Linked DNA regions of Mus musculus: all the other regions are linked to region 1. Evidence: chromatin contacts called from public Hi-C and promoter capture Hi-C data. All regions are on one chromosome and are shown on one strand. Each heading gives the region's core, a stretch centred on a gene start, on an enhancer-like site or on the middle of the called end of the contact. The rest is flanking DNA. Distances are from core to core; before and after follow the strand shown.

The links. Promoter capture Hi-C pulls out the DNA fragments that hold promoters and counts their contacts. Hi-C and Micro-C count contacts between places; a contact is called where the count stands out from the background. Capture Hi-C pulls out chosen DNA fragments and counts their contacts.
Region 2: a contact with region 1 is called in a promoter capture Hi-C map of adipose tissue, with 3 times the contacts expected there. The contact joins the promoter of Cc2d2a here to the promoter of Lap3 in region 1. A contact is called at or near these places in 5 of 39 promoter capture datasets (the 3T3-L1 cell line, cranial neural crest, frontonasal cranial neural crest and 2 more), 2 of 115 datasets of contacts at active chromatin or transcription factors (astrocytes and forebrain) and 1 of 9 other capture datasets (adipose tissue).
Region 3: a contact with region 1 is called in a Hi-C map of CD8 T cells, with 2.5 times the contacts expected there. The contact joins the enhancer-like site here to the promoter of Lap3 in region 1. A contact is called at or near these places in 6 of 39 promoter capture datasets (the 3T3-L1 cell line, cranial neural crest, liver and 2 more), 4 of 484 Hi-C or Micro-C datasets (CD8 T cells, embryonic stem cells, olfactory sensory neurons and 1 more), 5 of 115 datasets of contacts at active chromatin or transcription factors (astrocytes, embryonic forebrain, embryonic stem cells and 1 more) and 1 of 9 other capture datasets (liver).
Region 4: a promoter capture Hi-C map of pre-B cells shows a contact between it and region 1. The contact joins the promoter of Bst1 here to the promoter of Lap3 in region 1. A contact is called at or near these places in 7 of 39 promoter capture datasets (the 3T3-L1 cell line, cranial neural crest, hippocampal neurons and 3 more) and 6 of 115 datasets of contacts at active chromatin or transcription factors (differentiating embryonic stem cells, embryonic stem cells, large pre-B cells and 2 more).
Region 5: a promoter capture Hi-C map of embryonic stem cells shows a contact between it and region 1, with 4 times the contacts expected there. The contact joins the promoter of Cd38 here to the promoter of Lap3 in region 1. A contact is called at or near these places in 11 of 39 promoter capture datasets (the 3T3-L1 cell line, 3T3-L1-derived adipocytes, cranial neural crest and 7 more), 1 of 484 Hi-C or Micro-C datasets (B cells), 5 of 115 datasets of contacts at active chromatin or transcription factors (differentiating embryonic stem cells, embryonic stem cells, forebrain and 1 more) and 1 of 9 other capture datasets (embryonic stem cells).
Region 6: a contact with region 1 is called in a promoter capture Hi-C map of liver, with 4 times the contacts expected there. The contact joins the enhancer-like site here to the promoter of Lap3 in region 1. A contact is called at or near these places in 5 of 39 promoter capture datasets (3T3-L1-derived adipocytes, liver, neural stem cells and 2 more) and 1 of 115 datasets of contacts at active chromatin or transcription factors (astrocytes).
Region 7: a promoter capture Hi-C map of the C10 cell line shows a contact between it and region 1, with 2.8 times the contacts expected there. The contact joins the enhancer-like site here to the promoter of Lap3 in region 1. A contact is called at or near these places in 6 of 39 promoter capture datasets (the C10 cell line, hippocampal neurons, liver and 2 more).

Annotation. Positions count from the first base shown.
Region 1 is chr5:45,491,996-45,494,676 of GRCm38.p6, reverse strand. It overlaps Lap3 (leucine aminopeptidase 3), which reads right to left and starts at 1,303. Exons shown (of 13, transcript NM_024434.6): 1 at 1,116-1,303. The coding sequence starts at 1,217.
Region 2 is chr5:43,660,996-43,663,676 of GRCm38.p6, reverse strand. It overlaps Cc2d2a (coiled-coil and C2 domain containing 2A), which reads right to left and starts at 1,298. Exons shown (of 38, transcript NM_001359906.1): 1 at 1,118-1,298.
Region 3 is chr5:43,769,335-43,772,015 of GRCm38.p6, reverse strand. Fbxl5 (F-box and leucine-rich repeat protein 5) reads left to right here. Exons shown (of 11, transcript NM_001159963.1): 3 at 1,184-1,279. Among named protein-coding and RNA genes, the nearest start is that of Fbxl5, 11 kb to the left of the region's middle. Within about 2 kb of position 1,340, at least 42 of the 459 cell types and tissues checked have an H3K27ac peak or open chromatin away from gene starts, as enhancers often do. A contact at or near this core is called in CD8 T cells, where this site is marked.
Region 4 is chr5:43,817,561-43,820,241 of GRCm38.p6, reverse strand. Bst1 (bone marrow stromal cell antigen 1) reads right to left here and starts at 1,349. Exons shown (of 9, transcript NM_009763.3): 1 at 1,149-1,349. The coding sequence starts at 1,315.
Region 5 is chr5:43,867,453-43,870,133 of GRCm38.p6, reverse strand. Cd38 (CD38 antigen) reads right to left here and starts at 1,325. Exons shown (of 8, transcript NM_007646.5): 1 at 1,014-1,325. The coding sequence starts at 1,258.
Region 6 is chr5:43,903,555-43,906,235 of GRCm38.p6, reverse strand. Cd38 (CD38 antigen) reads right to left here. Exons shown (of 8, transcript NM_007646.5): 4 at 2,556-2,641; 5 at 1-72. Among named protein-coding and RNA genes, the nearest start is that of Gm16015, 5.0 kb to the left of the region's middle. Within about 2 kb of position 1,300, at least 5 of the 459 cell types and tissues checked have an H3K27ac peak or open chromatin away from gene starts, as enhancers often do. A contact at or near this core is called in liver, where this site is marked.
Region 7 is chr5:43,946,849-43,949,529 of GRCm38.p6, reverse strand. No RefSeq gene overlaps it. Among named protein-coding and RNA genes, the nearest start is that of Fgfbp1, 34 kb to the left of the region's middle. Within about 2 kb of position 1,334, at least 291 of the 459 cell types and tissues checked have an H3K27ac peak or open chromatin away from gene starts, as enhancers often do. A contact at or near this core is called in liver and second pharyngeal arch cranial neural crest, where this site is marked.

The DNA of each region.
Region 1 (2,681 bases), core at 54-2,553:
TCTGTCACACGCTCCCCGCCCCAAACACCTGAAATAAGGATGTAAAACCACTGCTCATCATTTGACTTCACAAGGCAATTTACGACTTTTAAAATACTGCCTCCCTTACGGCCACTTCAAGGAGTACTTTTCTCTCATTTGCCAGATAAGGAAACCTAGTCCCTGACACTGGAGCTCCTGCGTAGTTAAACTTTGACAGTGCACATGCCTTCTTTCTGGTCAGGGCCCTTTCCAAAAAACACCCCAGGTACTCCGGACCCATCTTTCCACTGAAGAAAACAGGCGTCCTTAGCAATGGTAAGTGCTAGGTTCTAACTTTCCCAAGATTGTTCATTCTGGGGTTCCATGAGACCAACCTGGGACAATCCAATGTTACCGGCCAGGGCTGGAAAGGTGTCTGCCTAACTCCTCTGCTATCTGTGATAACTGCAGGCGACCTGAGTTCAAAGCTCCATCTGGAACATTCCTCCCTCACCAGGTCCTGGAAGTATGACCTGGAAGTACTCCAATGAGCCCTTCCAGACTTTTCCCATCTGAGGGTCCTTCATAATTTCTCAGACTATGGAGAAGACCCTCTTCCAATTTCAAGATGACCTCTCTCAATAAAACCCTTTCCCCTAAAAGGACAGAAACCCAATCCAGCAGTTTCCTCCCCCAGGGCCTTCCACTTCACTTCAGCGGGGGGAGGGGTCCAGGCCCTGTGACTGGCTACTCTGGAAGCGTAGCAGGCTTTGGGACAATCCTACCGTCGTCCTTTCTAGGGTCTCTGTGAGAACTAAAAGAATTGGCGAACTAGGCGCGTGTAATTTTTCAGAGCTCAGTTAGAGGAGTCAGTAAACACTGGTTAGGTGGAGTGAGCGGTTCTGCTCAGCCTTCAGAACCCAGCACTGTCCAGTTAGGAAGAAAGGACGCGCCCTCGGCAAACAGCATCGGCCGCCCTCGTCGCAAGCCGGGCCCAGGCTGGTGTCCTGCAAACCCAGGGAACTTTTCTGTTCAGCTCATTTCTGCAACTTGATGCGTCCGTCCGACACATCGCGGCCTGGATACGCCGGGTCACCCTGCTGCCCGCCGCCAGGGCTCGCGCGGCCGCCCGAGAGCGAGCCGCCTCCACTCACCTTCGTCATGTCTGCGGTGGACAGACCCCGATCCCAGAGACCTCTCACTCCCAGGCGGCGGAGCGCGACTCGCGCGGCAGCCGGAAGGGGCAGCAAGTACATCTTCTCGGCTCGGCCCTCGGCGCCGCCCTCCAGAGAAGGAGCACGTGGCGCGTGGCAGGGCGCGCGCCTGGAGGCGGGACCTCCGGGGTCGCCGGACGCGCGCTTGGAAAGCCGGACCTGTGCGGGGCCTTGGGGGCGGGGCCGTCGGCAACTGGGCGGAGACCCGCTACTGAGCCTTAGGGAAGGGCGGCAGGCCCTTGGGGGCGGGGCTTCTGTTCTTGCGGGCCGGCGTCGTGGGCGTGGTTTCTGCGGGCTCAGGGGCGTGTCGGCTTGCTCGTGCTCGCGTGGGAAGCCTGAGAATTTGGTTTAAGGCAGTTTAACAGAAGTATGTCAATTTTATTTAACAAGTTTGTGTATACATGGAAGCCCTTACAGGAAAATGAGGATCCTGAAAGTGATCAGGTCCAAGTGCTTATATTGAATAGTAAATAGTTATGAAAAAGTAACTAAGCATAAAGGAAAACAAAAAGAATGTAATAATTAGCTAAATAAGGTTCATTTGGGCAGATTTCTAGCTTCCTTAACGCCTCACCTCGGGTAAAAGTATTTGGGGTAGCAGTAGTTTACATGGTGGTTTGACGTTCTGCTTTGGGGTTTGGGAGACCCAAAGATGGCTCTTCTTGCATTTAGTTCTATTCAAGTGCCTTTTAGGTGCAAAATATTGATGCTCAAGTGGCATACTTTAATGTAGCATATCTGCCATCCTTCATTATCCAATAAGGGCAAGAAGTACAGTGATTACAAAAACTGTTTTGAAGAGTGTCTTATGTAGACATCCGGATATGGGCCATGATTGTCCCCATTAGTAGCCCACCCTCACTACTGACAAGGCTCATATTTTAAAGCTTTGGTCAGCAGCTCTTGGTCAGCAGCTCGTGGTGCTGCAGGGAGGAGGTGGAACACGTAGAACATGGGACCTAGTAGAAAGAAGTTGGGAGGTTTCAAGGAAAATGCTGTGATCCCAGGACCCGGCTGCCTGTCTCTGATTCACCACAGATGAAGAGGCATCCCATCGTATGTGTTCAGCATAATTGCTATGCTGGCCCTAAACCCGTGCACTGAATGACCACGGGAACCTCTGGAGCTAGGAACTAAAGTCTTTCCTCTTTTTAATTTGACAGCTTCAGAAAGTTTTGTCCTGGTGATAAAAAGGTTACTAACGTAATAAGATCAAGTTCCTTCTGCCTTTTTTATTTTGTTTAAGGACATTTCTTCCACAAGAAATGCCTCCAGACCATCCCACTGTGGGTTTTATGTCTCCTACTCCCAAAGCAACCTGTCTCAAATTGCTAATCACCTGTATCCTGCTCGTGTGTGTGTGTGTGTGTGTGTGTGTGTGTGTGTGTATGTGTGTGTGTGTAGGACGTGGCTTTCACTTCTGTGTATTCATGCCAAAATCTAGCATCTAGTCCATATCTAGGGCCTATGCAAACAAGGTGCTCATAAATATTTGAATGAAAGTAT
Region 2 (2,681 bases), core at 49-2,548, 1.8 Mb after region 1:
TAATGATTAATTATGTAGCAGCAAGTTACTCTAGCCCCAGCTTCTAGGGTACCAGGTGAGTGACACAGCTGTGTGTGGTCATTTAATCAGATGGACGGGACACCTTTCACTTGATGAGGCCAGGTCAGCACCCAGGCTCTGCTCATGGGATTGCTCAGCTGCACAGGGGGTGCTGGAAGCACCTCTATGGCAGGAGTCCCGCTGTGGGCCAAGCTCTTTAGACCTTTTTACAAGTCTGTTTTGTCACTGATCTCATTATCTGTTTCTACATCTGCTTCCCCAGCAAAGTCTCACCACTGGACCTGGTCTAAGTTGGTTTTGTACACTGTAAACTTGAGTTCTTCATCTGCTGCATCATTGATGCTCACTAAAAACTTGAATAAATGACTCTGTAAGTGAACTCTAGGCCAACTATCTATATACAGATTGATCTATGTTTATATATGTGCATATCTCTCTATCTCTATGTATACATATATGCACATATTTTCTCTATCCATATACAGTTCCCCTCTATACAAAGCATGCTGTCGTTACACTTATTTGCAGAAATGTTATATAAAATGCAATAGCAGACATGTATTTCTCATTAGATTTTATTAGCATTTCATAGCACCTAGCATTTCATAGCACCTAAAATGAAAACAGCTGAGCTGATGGCCAGTAGACTTCTGAAAGCTTGGCAGACCTCAGCCCTGCGGTTCAGAGCTCTTTGTCCAATAACAAGAAAAGTGGAGCTCGCCACACGGAGAGTACTCCCTCCGGCCCGCCCTCCCCTTCCCCGGAGCAGTTTAAACTAAAGGCCCGAAAGCAACACGCAGCTAGTGCTTAGCAGCACACTGACCAGAGAGGCTCTCTGTGAACCGGTTTGCTTTTCCCCTGCAAGCCAGACAGCAGCTGAAATCAGAGCTGTCCCTGCAGTGCCCCCACTTTGCATTGAGAGAGTGAAACTGCAAGCAAGATGAAGGGTCTCTAATGTTAGCAAGATGAGAGTCCCTAACGTTACAAAGCATTCATTCCACTCTCACTGCACCAGGGAGGGGCTGGTTTCTCTGCCGGAACGGAAAGGAGAGGAAAGCAGGACACTGCAGCCTGTCTCTGTTAAAGACTGATTTACCTTCGTCCACTCTACAAAACGAAGTTTGCAGATTCCACTTGCTGGGCTGAAGGGATGAGATGAGAGACCAGTTGTGTCAAGCCAGAGAACCTTTTAGAAATGAGCGAAAGGGTGGGCTGGGGTAAGAGAGGTTACTCCCTGGGAAGCTGCAGCCATATCTCAGGGTTTAAAAAAAAACACCAGCTTAGCAACCAGTTCCCAGGGAAGGTCACTAGGCGGCCGCTTTTTTTTTTTAAAGTGGCAGTTTACTTTTAAGACTTGGAATATGAGCTTGCTGGGCAAGCAGTGGAAAAATAACGTGCTGAAGAGAGACAAAGGGAAAGCAACTGGGCAGCCTAGCAGAGAGGACTCAGGCTCTCAGCAGGGTGTCCTGCCTTATGTCTCTGGGTTGCATGGCCTGTTGGGTCAAGGACAGAAGGTGTTGATAAGTAGAGTGGTTTAGAATCAGGAGGGGCCATGTTGTGTGGAGCTGCCTAGTAAGCAGTAGCAAAGACTATGTGGCCGGGCATCAGAGCTATCAGAGCTCCAGCGTGTGTTGCATTAGGGATGTTGGCTGGCTGTGCACAGAAGCTGGACCGCACACGCCTAACCTCTGTTTCTTCAACTCTTCACTACAAATGACCCAGCGGCCCAGCAGGGATACAGACAAGATGGCTCAAAAAAAAAAAAAAAAAAAAAAAAAAAGGCAAGAAACCAGGAGAAAAGGCCAAGTAGTGAGAACAGTAGTAAGCAGACTCAGACTCTACAGGCCAAAGACAACCACAGATCAAGGAACTCCACAGACCGCGGCCTCCTAACCCCAAGTGTTGTTCCTCAGAAGCCTGCCATTTTGTTTCTTAGACAAGACCTCTGACTGGAAGCTGGCATTTGGTGATTAGGCTAGGCTGCCTGCCTAACTCCAGATCCCTGCTTGTCTTAGCTTGTCTGGTGCTGATAGAACAAACGTGGGCCACCATGCTGAGTGTTAGCCACCTTCAAAGCCAGGTCCTCATGCTTGTGTGATGAAAAGCCCTTTACTAATAGAACTATCTCCCAGCCCCTATTTTCTGTATCCCTAAAGCTCTGGCATTCACTGCATGGGTCTTAGATAGATCTCTGAAGCTAACTAATTCCTAGAGACAATAAATGACTCCAAGGAAATGCATATATTCTCTTTGATACGTACTAACTGACCCCAAGCTGGCATCTCCATCTACTGCAATCACCAAGAAGTACCCCTCTGCTCTAAGTCACTCTGGAGGCAGGTGCTTAGGGAGCATGTCTATGATCCAGAATATTCTGAAACAAGTCAAATTATTTAATTCTAAACCCACCAGCACACTTACCATGCCACAACCTTCCTTCCAGGGAAAACCCCAGTAAAGGGTCTCTTTTGGAGCCTGATGTTTGGAGAATGCTGTTTTTGGAGACTGCTGCTGATTGTGTTTGGTTGATTGGTCTGTCTTTGTATCCCCAGTGCTGGGAATATAGATGCCTGTAGCCACTTGGCTTTTTATGTGGGTGCTGGAGACCTGAGCTCAGTATTTATTCTGGGCCAGTATCTTATTGATTGAGTCATTTTTTT
Region 3 (2,681 bases), core at 91-2,590, 1.7 Mb after region 1:
GATGGGTTTAAGGGATATGTCAAAGTCTCAGCAGAGTTCAACAGTGAACTGAATATTGGAAAGTAATTGAATAAATTATCTAAAAGAAAAATCAGGTCCTGACAGAGATAAATTAGTACTTGTCTTAGTTACTTTTTATTGCTGTAATAAAGCACCATGACCAAGAAAACTTAGAAGGGTTTATTTAGAGCTTATGCCTCCTTCCGTGTGTGTGTGTGTGTGTGTGTGTGTGTGTGTGTTAACCGGCAGGTATAGTGATTGGAGCTGAGAGCAAAGTACTCAAATCTTAAACCACACACAGGAAACAGGAAGTAGACTGAGCTTGAAATGAACAAGAAATGATGAGGATTTTTAATCTCTTGAAGTCTGTCCCAAGTGACATACTTCTTTGAGTGGGGCCACATCTCCTAAGTCTCCCCGGCAGTGCTGCTAAGCAGGTCCAAACCTCAGATACCAGAGCCTTTGGGGACATTCTCCTTCAGGTCACCACAGTATCATAGTTTTAAGTATTTCACTATTTTGAATGCTCCCTATATTTTTACATTGGAAAAGATGGAGAAATTAGAGAGAGGTTTGATTTTAATTCATATGTGAAAGAAATGTTTGGCTCTTGAGAGGTGTCCAGAATTAGAATGATTAAAGTGTGAATTTCTTGCCTTTAGAAATGTTGATATTAATATTTATGGCCTGTTAGGATAACATAAAATGTATTATGAAAACTTTATAGTATATTTGTAATATATTTTAAAATATCTTTTCTCTATTTTAGTAAAATTTAAAAACCAGAATTGGAGTTAGTAGGGAGCTCAGAGCTTGTTTCAGGGCTGTGTGTGGGAGGTGGTGTGCCAAGGCTGACTGTAGAGTGTAGACACGTTAGCAAGTGCTCTAGCTCTGAGCTGCACCCTGGCTCCAAGGACATCTTTATGCTAAAAGAAAACTAAATGGACTTCCTGTGATCAAGCAGTATATAATGAAGCAAACCTTTATACAACATTACAGTGAAGCAAAACTTACATATATTTGAGGCAGAATCCTACTATGTAGCCCTGGCTGGTCTGGAACTTGCTATGTAGGCTAGGCTGACCTCAAATTTAGAGAACCATTTGTTCCTGCCTCCTGAGTTCTGGCATTAAAGATAAGTGTCTCTACTTCCTGCTAAATGTGTATTACTCTTTGTTTCTAGAATGAGTACGAACAGTTAAATTATGCAAAACAGCTGAAAGAGAGATTGGAGGCTTTTACAAGAGATTTTCTTCCTCACATGAAAGAGGAAGAAGAGGTAAGTAGAGTTTTTCTTTGTTGTGATTTATATTCGTAATTTAACAGAAGATACTATTTTGAGTTGAGTTCCTCAAAAGAAGGAGGAAATGTGCTGTTGATAGAATCAGCTGTTTCTTCTTGGGCACAGGAATGAAATCCAGTGGAATTATAAAAAGCATAGCTTTAATTCTTCTTTTACTGAATGAATGATTTTATTTACTTAAGAATAAGTATATATATATTTTTAAATATTTATTATATATATGTGAGTACACTGTCGCTGTCTTCAGACACACCGGAAGAGGGCATCGGATCCCATTACAGATGGTTGTGAGCCACCATGTGGTTGCTGGGAATTGAACTCAGGACCTCTGGAAGAGCAGTCAGTGCTCTCAACTGCTGAGCCATCTCTCCAGCCCCATAAGTATATTTTTATGTGTGATGGCACTATGATACATTTTCATAATTGTCACTAATTTTTCAGAACTTTTAGAAGATTCTGTAAATCTTTAAATATTTTCTTTTTGCCAGGTTTAAAGAGTTCTTAGTGTTTTTTCATTAGTGGACTTGAGTAATTAAATAGTGGCTAAGTTTATCACTGTTGTGCCTCACATACATGCATTAGCATATCACTAACACACTGCAAAACAATTTGTTTTCTTTGAGTAATAAAGGATGATTAAGTATCCAGTGTAAGATAAAGAGAAACTATCCTATGAGGACTGACTACATCTGCCTTTTTTCTCTTCTAAAGATCTATTTTCATTTTACATGTATGAGTGTGTTTTTCTGCATGTTTGTATGTGCACTTTGTGCCAATGGACAATATCTGTTTTCCTGGAGTGAAGTTCCAGATGCTTGTGAGTCACCATATGGGCACTAAAGCCAAACTCAGGCCCTTCACAGTAGCAGCAAGTAGCCTTAACTGCCTAGCCATCTTTCCAGCTCTACTTTGAAAAACAAAGCCAAAACATTCATTGTGCAATTGGGAATTGTCTCCTTCCACTATGGGTTCTGAGAATTCAACTCAGGTCATCTTTCTTGGGAGCAAATATTTTTACCCACCAAGCCACCTTGTTGGCCTATGAATCCTCTTTTTTTAGTTGTAAATCATTTATTGTAGTGATTTGCAATTATGTTTTCATTTTATAATGCCTTGATAATAAAATGAAGTGTAGGCTACCCTCAAAACTCTACTTGGGATAGGCAGCATTGCCTTGGTGTTCTTCTTTGGTAGTTGATATTATTCTTTACATTGTAGTATGTAGCCTGTGCTGAAACCAAGGTAACAAACAGTCTTTTTTCTTTTTGAAAAAAAAATTTTTTTTCTAATATAATATATCCTGGCTATGGTTTCCCCTCTCTCTACTCCTCCTGGCTTCTCTCTACCTCTCCTTCTACCTGGATCAAATTCCTTTTCT
Region 4 (2,681 bases), core at 100-2,599, 1.7 Mb after region 1:
CTCTGTGGGCACAGGCACAACACACACACATACACACACACACACACACACACACACACACACACACACACACATTCTGTGCACACAACAAAACAGAGTTCTCCAGTTTAAGGAAAGCAGTCCCCTACCCCATCCCCACCTCCAGACTTATGACAGAAGCAGACAAGGCCACAGATAAAAGTGATGCTAGAAAGTGACAATTTCAATGTCAATAAACCAGGAAACTTCTGGTTTTCAGAACTCTCCTTCTCCCTCTCCCTCCCCCCTCCCTCTCCGTCCCCCTCTCCCTCCCCCTCCCCCTTCCCCTCCCCTCCCCCTTCCCCCCCCTCTGTCTGTGGTGGAGGTACTGCACATGTATCATGTAGTCAACTGTTCTAGCACTGAACCACACCTCTGGCTTTCGCCTATTCATTAAGACACAAGAGTGGAGCTCCTTGTTCAGGTTCATTAGAGGGCGAGTCTCTGGGCCCACTGAGGTCAAGTCAGGAGGCAAGACTTGGGAAGATAGGAGTGGATGCCAAGTGTTGGGAGCAGTTTCCTCTACTGAGTCAGAGTGGCTTCTGGGGCCAGTTTTCACTCCTGAGGTCCAGGACGCCTTTCAAAATCACGTTCTATAGCAATGGTCATGTTGTCCTACCTTTGGTGACAATGACCAACCTGACTTCTTATGTTATTCTCTCATTTTATTTTATTGAGCTGCATCCCAATTAAAAACAACTGGCATGAGAAAGAGTGGTGTAACAACACAAAAAAGCAGATCCAGAGAAGGAAATTATTTCAATAGGAAACACAGTGTGCACAAGGTAGGGGGAACCAGAATCCTCTAGATGGGACAAGGGGAGCTAATTCCCAAGTGGTGCTCAAAATACCCAAACTGGCAGTTGTTGATAGTAGGCAAGGCTCTTTCACTCAAATTCACCTCTAGACTGGTGTCGCATTACAGCTTTCTCCTCACCTCTACACCCACAGGGGCAGCCTTAGCAGTTTCCTCCCGGGTCTGGAAATCCCCTGCACAGGGGATCTTGTCCCTAAGAATCACCTACATACACATCACCTGCATGGAGTCCCGCTAGTCCCTCCACCTGACTTTCCAAAGCCCTCACCTCACCCCACCCTTCTGCCTTTTCACTGTCTGGCTTAGCACTTACCCCAGGCTCAGCAGCGTGGTGTACTCTGCGCAGCGGCCCAGGAAGATGCTCTGGAGGTGAGGAGTGGTACCCTCCCCTGTCCACCGCGCTCTTGCCCCCAGAAGCACTGTCAGCAAGGACAGCCATAGCCACAGCCACAGAGACAACAGGCCTCCCTGGACAGCCATCAAGAAGACTTTGATTCCTCTAGCCCGTGGCCTCTTGGACTCCTCCCAGTTCCTCTTCCACTGAGGAGGCGGTTCCCCTTAGCTGAGCTTTGGCAGGACTCATCCAGATGCCAAGCCAGCCCACCTCCCATCCTCTTTCCTCTTCCATTACGACAGAAATTAAACTTAGGGCATTGCCTGGCAAAAGACGCCTCGTGGAGGGACCCCAAAGGGAATGGGAATTTGAAGCGCGCGCGCGCACACACACACACACACACACACACACACCTCTATAGAAATCTGTTACCATGTGAGCCCTAAGCAAACTTAAATTCTGTCCTGGTTCACACAGTCTTTCCAGGAGAGACATGTGCTACCCTTAGTGAAAATTGATGGCTTTGAGAAAAGCCGAAGGCACAAGGGCACAGACAAGAATCACATGCCATTCCTAAGTTGACTCTTAGGGAGTTTGTCTGGGTGGACTCTGGATGTGACTGACTGGTGCCTGTTTTGTCTTTCCTTTTCTTCCTTTGTGAGGGACATCGTCCACAGGCATCACTTACACCTGCCCCATGGATTCTGGAGCACAGGGCTTGTTTTCTAGTTTTCCAAGTGCTCACAGATAACTTTGTCTGAGAATACAGTACGGTCAGAGCTACACTCCTTTGTAATTTAGGCAGTTTAGATGTGAGATTTGGGGACTTGAATTGATACTAAAATAAGTTCATAATTGTAGGGGACGGTAGGTTAGGTAAAGGAATTTATCATGTAGGATGGATGTGAATTTTTGAAGACCAAAGGATAACTCCAATGAAGCCAAAATACCCATTAGAGATGTTTACACTCATATTCTGGAGTTCTGTGATGATTGCCTTGCATGGTAGTGAAGGCTCTATGCCCCAGTATAAGGGAATATCAGGACCAGGAATGGGAGTGAGAGGGTTAGGGAGCAGGGGGAGGGGAGAGGGGAGAGGGAATTTTCAGAGGGGAAACCAGGAAAGGGGATAATATTTGAAATGTAAATAAAAAAATCTTTCTTTAAAAAAGAAATTGCCAAAAAAAGTAAATAAACAGCAACCCCAAAAGTCCCCAAAACCCCCAAAAAACCAATCACTATAATATGCCAAGATTGTTACACAAAGATCATTTTCAAAAACAATTTCCTAAGTGAGATTTTTTTTTCCTGTGAGGAAAATGTGAATTTCTTTCCTGAATTCCTAAGCCCCGCCAACTACTTTCTTTTGGGAAAACCCAACATACTGTGTTGTGCTAGAGCAGGTCAGTATGAGTAATTCCAATATCTGAATCAAATGTTTCAAGAGATCAGCTACTCAGTGGGCTTCCTTGTCAAAGGGAAACTTTTCACTGCGCTTTCTATACTTCTGTG
Region 5 (2,681 bases), core at 76-2,575, 1.6 Mb after region 1:
GGACCCAAACCACTGAGCATTCGAGCACCCGGGAAGTGTGTGCATCTGAAGACAGAATGTGAAGTTGGGTTTCTGCGTGTGCCTTCCCAGCCTGCTGGGCTTTCTGTTTGACTTCAGAAATCAGTTCTACGTTAAAATGATGCCAGGGAGAAGCAACATAAATCATTCCCTCTGGGGCAGGTAGTGGGTGGAAGGGGTTCTATGGGCTGACTCTATTGACCAATGAAGATGATGTTCCCAAGGGTCTACACAGGATCACCAAGTGGATTTCGCTTACCTGATGAGTAATATTTCAGTTTTGACAGTCTGTCTTGTTTTGTTTTTATTAATGATCAGGTGCAAAAAAAAAAAAAGACCAGGATGCTGTTTGGGCTTGTTTTTTGTTTTCTTTGTGTTGTAATTAATTAAAATTAATTAACTTATTTTGAGTCAGGTCTCTCTTTGTAACCCAAGCTTGTCCTGGAATTTACAATGTTGCTGTGCAGCCCTTGTTAACCTTGAATTCACAAAAATCCTCCTGGCCCCTTCCACCCCCACAGCAAGCTGAGCAAGCCACCTAGTTAAATGTCGCCTGTGACCTTAACTTTCTGGGCAGGGGCGGTGTCTGATGGAAACCACAAGCCAAAAGACAATGTGAAGTTCCTGTGCCTGAGAGTAATCTTTGTCCCAGAAGCATGGCTGTGGCCAAAGATAGCCCTAAGGGTTCCTTCAGAGTTCAGGACCCTCTGTGGGAAGCGAGCATCTTTGCAGAGCTCAGCAAGGATCGGCGCCCCCATCACAGACACTGCCAAAACGGAGGAGGCATTGTGCAGGCGGTGTTCTGGTAACTTGAACAGGAGACCTTCCGCTCAGCACTGCCCTTCGGCTTCCAGCTGATCCACAACACAAGATTCTTTGTTTGGGACAATCTGGAAGATTCCCCCCCGCCGCGAGAGCTCCAGCTGAGTCACAGCCTGCTTCCCCGGTGTCCCGCTGCGCACTGTGCCTAGAGTGAGCCTCAGAAGCCAACTCACCTCATCTCCGGCCGGAGGATCTGAGTGTAGATGAGGCAGCGTCCCAGGAAGATGTCAGAAAAGTGCTTCGTGGTAGGCTCTCCAGTCCACACCAGGAGTGAGCGCGGCCTCAGAAGTATGACCACGATCCCTACTACCAAGGCGATCAGGACCAGGAGACCCACTCCGAGACCGATCTGGGCTTTCCTAGAGAGGCGGCAGCCAGGTCTGTCCCCAGACACCTGGCTAAATTCATAGTTAGCCATTGGGCTCCCGAAGACTGGCCCAGGCTAGGCAGGAAGAGAGCACAGGGCTGACTGGGTCAGAGCCTGCCCCTCCTCCTTTTTTTCACTTGCTTTTATCTGCTTCCTTTCCCACCCCCTACTCCTGCTCCAAAGTTCCACGGAGGTGACTGGACTAATAAGGCTCTTGGGTTGTCAACAGGCACTCCAACTGCTTACTTCCAGACTCCAGAGCAAACTGACCAGAACCTCTCTCTCCAAGAGAAGACAGCACTTTAGCCTCTGCTGGTACACAAACAACAGCTTCAGAATACTCCTGACCAACAACCTTGACACTTGACATGTTTGCTACTTATGCTCAGGTGTGTGTGTATGTGTGTGTGTAAAATTATTCTCCCTCTCCCTCTCCTCCCTCCCTCTCTCTCTCTGTTCACCCAAATGCCTGGCAATGAATGGCCTGCTTACCTCTACTTCTGAGCTTTGATAAAAATCCTGCCCAAGTATCTTTAAAGTCTCAGCTTTACTCTGCCCCTCTTCTCAGGAGGTATCAGTTCAAACCCAGCCCCAGATGGTAAAGTGCTGTTAAGATAAACTTACCTCTCTGAACTAGATAGATGTGAGCAGAGCCTCACATTCATTACATCAAAGCTTGCTTTGATTAGATGGCTTAATACCTCCTAGGTGTTTAGCATAATCCCTAAGACATAACAACCGATTACTCAATAAATGTAAGTTATTGCTGCTTACTCTAGGGGGTTGACAAAGGTAGGATTTTAGAGTTGATAGGATGCTCGCAACCCATCTCATGTGCAGTAATACTTCATCCCACATGGGAACCCCAAATACAAAGGCTCTTCCTGGCTCTCCTTCCCAAGAAGACCCCGCACTCTTCTGCTTAAACAGAGACTTGTCACAGAATGGATCATGACACAGGATTTTCACGGGACACTTTTCAGGCAGAGGGTACTGGATGCAAGAGCTGGGGCAGGAAAGCCCCTTGTTCTGTTTTAAGATGCGGGAAAGCAGCATTGCAGCTATACTACAGGATGACAGAGAATCCTTCCGAAGGCAGCAGGAGAGTAAGTCTCTGCAGCTCCGTATGTCAGGAGGACTTTTTTAGACTGTGCATTTCATTTTTTTTTAAACGTTTGCTGTCATTTTGCTTATTCATTTTGTGTGCCTCTCTCCCTCTCTTTCTTTTTTTTCCTGTGTTTTCTTTTTCTTTTTTAAAAATACATTCTTTAATCTTTTTTTACAGTCCAGACTTCATCTCCCTCCTGGTACATTCCCTCACCTCCTCCTCCCCACCCCCTCTCCAAGAGGATGTCCCCACCCCTATCCCTACCCCCCACCCCACCAGACTTCCTCACTCCCTGGGGCCCCAAGTATCTAGAGGGTTAGGTGCATCTTCTCTGACTGAGTCCAGACCCAGCACTCTTCTGCTGTA
Region 6 (2,681 bases), core at 51-2,550, 1.6 Mb after region 1:
GTTTTTGTAAAATGGCTCACGGAGGGACCCATTGAGCATCACTTGGACCACACCACAGGCATCTTCTGCAAACTTAAAAAAGAAGTCCGTCAGCCAGACTGAGTGGTGACACATGCCTTTGATTGCAGCACTTGGGAGGCAAAGGCAGGTGGTTGGATCTCTGCTAGTTTGGAGTAGCCTGGTCTACAGAGTGATGTCCAGGACAGCCAAAGCTATACAGAGAAACCCTGTCAAAGACCAAAACCAAGAAGAGAAGGAAGAAGAGGAAGAGGAGGAGGAGGAGAAAGAGGAGGAAGAGGAAGAAGAGGAGGAAGAAAAGGAAGTTCATCATTATTCTTCAGCAATTCCATCCAAAGAGTACTTAGTACTAACTAGAGAGGGAGAGAGAATAGCCTCCCTAGTTCTAGTACAAGAATGGTGAATCTATCCAATAGTCTAAGCCACAGGAAGAATTTACTTTGTATGAATTCTTAATGCAGCCATGGCAATTTGCATGAATGAAAGCACTCACTTGGTATCATGTTCTGTAGATGCTACATCTTATTTAGCAGAAGTAAGGTGGACAATTTAGGGGAACACTGTAGAAAGGGAAGCCCAGGTAAGAGGCAGTGATCCTGAGGCTCTAGAAAGGCATAAAGAAGGAGGGAGTGTGGTGCTTGAATAAAAGAACATGGTTGAACAAGGAGTTTTATTTCTTCATGCAACCAACTTTCAGCTGGGAGGTCTGCTAAGCACTGGAGGTCACCATGTGAACGGAGTACTGTTCAGCTTCCTTTGGAGACAGACCTCTGGGACGTGGGTCTCCTTCCACGACATCTGTGCACATTACTTAACAACATTTCATTGTTATGGCGGGTTGAACAGTTTTAGCCGTCAGTACGAAGAGCTTTGTGAGAACAAAGAGCTTGGATTCCTATGTGCTTCTAGAACTTTCAGTGCTTTATACCTAGTGCATGACACAGGTATGTTTTACTCAGTAAAATTCCAGGGATGAAAAGGATGACAGGAGAAAAGAAGATACTCTGCACTGGACACTAGGAAAGACCAAGAAAGTGCTGTATAGCAAACAGAACCCACGTCCCAAAGAGCGGTCAGGACTCCACTGGTGAAGCTGTGACTGGAAGGGGCCCTTGGTTTAGGAGAACAGTAGTTTGTGGGGAAAGTTGCAGTCGATATTGAATATTCAGTTCATAGATGGCCTTGTACTTTGTTGGGGAACCTGCACTTTACTCTGCGGGTGACTTCTACACTACAGATAGATTCAGAGCTTTATTATGAAGTCCAGTGGTGCTTGTGTAACCACAGAGGGACCAAGTCCTACTCCTTATGATTAATCATTAAGCACTGACCCAGAAGAGTCCTGAACCCTATAAAGGAGAATTCTCACAAGTCCTCTGACACAAAGTAAGCATTGGCACCGTTGGCCTCAAGGTCACACAACTTAGCAACAAGGTGATCTGGGAATTCAAACCTGTAAGAAGAACCATCCTTATTGTCAAAAAGAGGGACTAGTTTGTTTGTCTTCCTCAAAGAGATCCTAGAACAAGGTACAGGTGCACAGTGTCTCAGAAGCCAAGGTGCCTCCAATCACCCTCAGCATCTTAGCCTTGGTACCAAGGCTGAGATGTGATACAAGGAAGCATTTAGTTTATATAAAACATGAACTGCTGTAGGGGGTTTCAGAGATGATGTGGCTGTAAAACATATCCCAAAGTGATAACACAAATGGAAAACATTCTCTGTAAAAGCGAGCAAACAAAAATATACAGCGTCTTTGAGTTTTTAAAACATGCAGTAAGTCTTCAATAAACATTTGTTGTGTAGGTGGGTTCCATTACTTAACAAGCTAGTGATATTTTATTTGAATGCACCAATAGCTATCTAGACTAGGTATGTGTTAATTTCCATTTGGTGAAGATGAAATAAGGAAACTGATCAGAATGTCTAAGAAAATTGGTTTTGGGGGTTGGAAATATAGTGCAGCAGTTAAAGGCACTGACAGATCTACCAGAGAACCTGGGTTCAAATCCTAATACCCATATGGCAGTTTGTAACTCCAAGATCTGACACTCTCACATAGACAGACATGCAGGCAAAAACACCAATTCATATAAAAATAAAGGTAAACAAATTTTAAAAAAGATTTTTACAAGTAGTCGTGATATTGATGGTGTTTCATATGGCTGTTGTGAGGCTAGAGTTCTTAACTCCTGCAAAGAGTTGGACACACATCAAGTGGTCTACAAATGCCAATTATTAAGACTGTTCCAGAAATCAAGTCAATACCTGGGTCCCAGGACTAAGCCAAGCCTAGCATCCTGGTAGACACAGCCAGTGAGTGTTACCTCCTCACTGGGTTAGGTTTCTTCCCCTGAGCTCCCAAGCCTTCCTGGGTGTTCTGAAGTTGTGTAGAAAAATCTTCTGGCATGATTTCCTTTCATACTTTTACACCTAAAATCATCTGTACCCCCCACCCAAAGGGCCAGAAGTCAACCAGTCATGGACTGAACAGTATCTTCAGTGAAAACTCTAGAATTTAACTATTTGTGACTTACCTTTTGGGAAATCACTTTCCAGAACACAGTAATAGGGTTGTTGGGACAGTTTTCACTCCAATGTGGGCAAGAGACATAGTTCATATCTAAAACACATCGTTTATAGAAAACAGTTAAATGGAAAGG
Region 7 (2,681 bases), core at 85-2,584, 1.5 Mb after region 1:
GTTTTAGGACAGAGCCTTTGCTCCACTTTTTGGCTAGAACCTATACAACTTTCCTGCCAACCATGATCAGAGAGTGGAAATGTCTGGCAGAAAATGAATTAGAAATGAAAAGACTAAGACCCGTGCCTGCCTTCCCTGCACCAGGGTTATAAATTGAGACCCACCACAAGCAGCTTTATCTAATGAAAGTTCTGGGCCTCAAACTTAAATCCCATACTTCACCAACAAAGCCATCTGACCAGGTCTATTACTCATCTCAGATGATGGTTTTTCTGTCATAGTTTTAATTCTAGTATATATGAATAGCCAGAGCTCATGGAAACAAAAGCTTTCTAAAATGAGTCATGATGCCGGCACGCTGTGTCCACTGTGTAAGGAGGGGGAGGGGAAGGAGGGGAAGAGAGGGAGGAAAAGGGCAAGGCAGACAACCCAGAGAGGGCTCCCTCAGCACCACCACAGCATGAGGAAGCCTCTCGGGCTGCACTGCCTGGAGAAATGAAGTAGTGATGGGCTGAGGGAACCGCCAGTGTGTCTGCCTTCAGCAGTGAAAAGATCAGCAGGCAAGGAGTACAAGAGCTTTCCCAGCGAGAGAGTGAGGTCGCAGCCGGTTCTGACACCGCCTACAATGGAGGAAGTTGTTTGAAAGTCCCTGTGGAAATCTGGGAGGAAGACAGGGTTCATAGCTCTATTTGTGGTTTGTTCATTTTTAAGACAGGGTTTAACTAGAGAGCCCAGACTAACCTCTAATTCTCCCAACCCTGACTTGGTCTCAGGATTCCAGGGGATTACAGATGTGCAACCGGCTGAATTTATATTACTCAAAAAAAAAAAAAAAAAAAAAAAAAAAAAAGGCGAGGCTAGAGGTGATTGATTCTGTTCCAGCCCAGGTAAATGGGGGAGGGAGGTATAGGCGGATGTTGCGGCTTGCTGATGCTTGTAACATCTGTAAGCTTCAGTTTCCTTTTGTATACATTAGGAATTAAAAATAGCACTCATTTGATATGGGTGAGGAAGCCGGCTTCAGCAAGCAACTCTTATGAGCCTGCTGTATACAGTGCCTGGCGGGTCTAACTCTGCCGAGTCGGGGAACTCCCTTTGAAGATTGCCAGGTACCTCTCGACAGGAACTCTTTCTCACTCTAAGTTCACTTTCTCCGCCCCTCCCCGCAGTCCTCTTAGTCACCCACTTGGCAGCAGCTGGGCCTGAGTTATTCACAGTCTTGCCTAAGCACACCTGGGAGAATGGAGCCAAATGCACGTCCAGAGTGAGCGGTAGTGCCGCAGGCTACCTTGCCCTGCCCTGCCGGCCCCACCGCCTGATGTCGCCTCATGTGCACCGGGCCAATCAGCTCCGCCGCCGTCTCGGCCAGTCACCGCAGGTGCCTCTGCAGCGAACTGGGCGGGAACCGGGCGGGTCCCTTCTTTTCTCAGCCCTAGCTCTGGGAACCTGCACCCCAGATCTGCCAAGATTTCCCCTAGCTCATTCCTTTCGAGGCCCCATCTGGCTAGAAAGGCAGCCACCTACATTCCTAAGAGAAGTAGGGAGGGAGATGGTTTTTATCATTATTTTTAAGGGGGTTGGCTTTAACAAAAATTATTTTGCCTCTTAAGTTACAAAGACTGAAAATGAGAGGTAATTGGAAGGAGAGTTTATATGGGAAGACTGGGAGAAGTGGGAGACAGCCACCCCCTTCCTACACCTCGTACTTCCTTGGAGCCAGGTTATTTATGTGACTCTGACACACTCTAGGGGGGCACCCGTGGGCTCTCTGTTATACCACATTAATTAAGATCGGCAGGGATTTTGAGAAACGACAGACCCTGCTTCTGTGCAAACTTATTTTCTAATCTCCTTGGAAACCTGTGCTTTGCTTTCAAGTTGCAAATGAGGAACCAGAGATCAAGGGAGGGTGACTTTAAGCAATTAGTAAAATGACAGGCCAGGAAGTGGAGTCTCTGCATTTCTTTTTCTCTTAACCCCTAAGAGATCAGTTGACAGCTGAGTTGGATAGGATGAGGAAAGTCCCTTCTCCCTGGCGACTGCCAGGCCCAACCTACCTTCATAGCTTTTCAAGAGACTACTGTGTCCCTTCACGTTGACTTACCCTTCAGTCAACAAATACACGGAGCTAGACAGGGCTCCAAGGTGTTGCTGTACCATGAGGCATACGTTTCCGGGATTGGGGAGGTTAGATGATGAATGACTAGCGACCAGCTATGTAGCAAATTAACTGTTAGGAAAAAAAGCAGAGCATGCTATGAGCGAATTCAAAGAGTGGTGTAGGTGAGAGTAAGTTGCATCTAAAATTGTGTGTGTGTGTGTGTGTGTGTGTGTGTGTGTGTGTGTGTGTGAGTGAGAGAGAGAGAGAGAGAGGGAGGGAGAGAGAGAGAGAGAGAGAGAGAGAGGGTGCTAGTTGGTTGTCTCCTTCTGCCTTTTGGTGGTGGTGAGGTCTGGAGATTGAACTTGAGCAGTCAGGGTTGTGCAGCCAGTGCCTTCGCTTGCTCAGCCACCTCACAGGCCTCTCAAACTGTATTTTAAAATAAGGTTTCAGGACTCCATTTACACTTCAGTGTGAGGAGTCTCAGGCTGGAACAATTAGAAAGCAAGCAGTCGAGAGAGGAGAAAAGGTAGAAGACTTAAAACATCGATGTCAAGGTAGGACATGACCTGGAGGTCCTCAA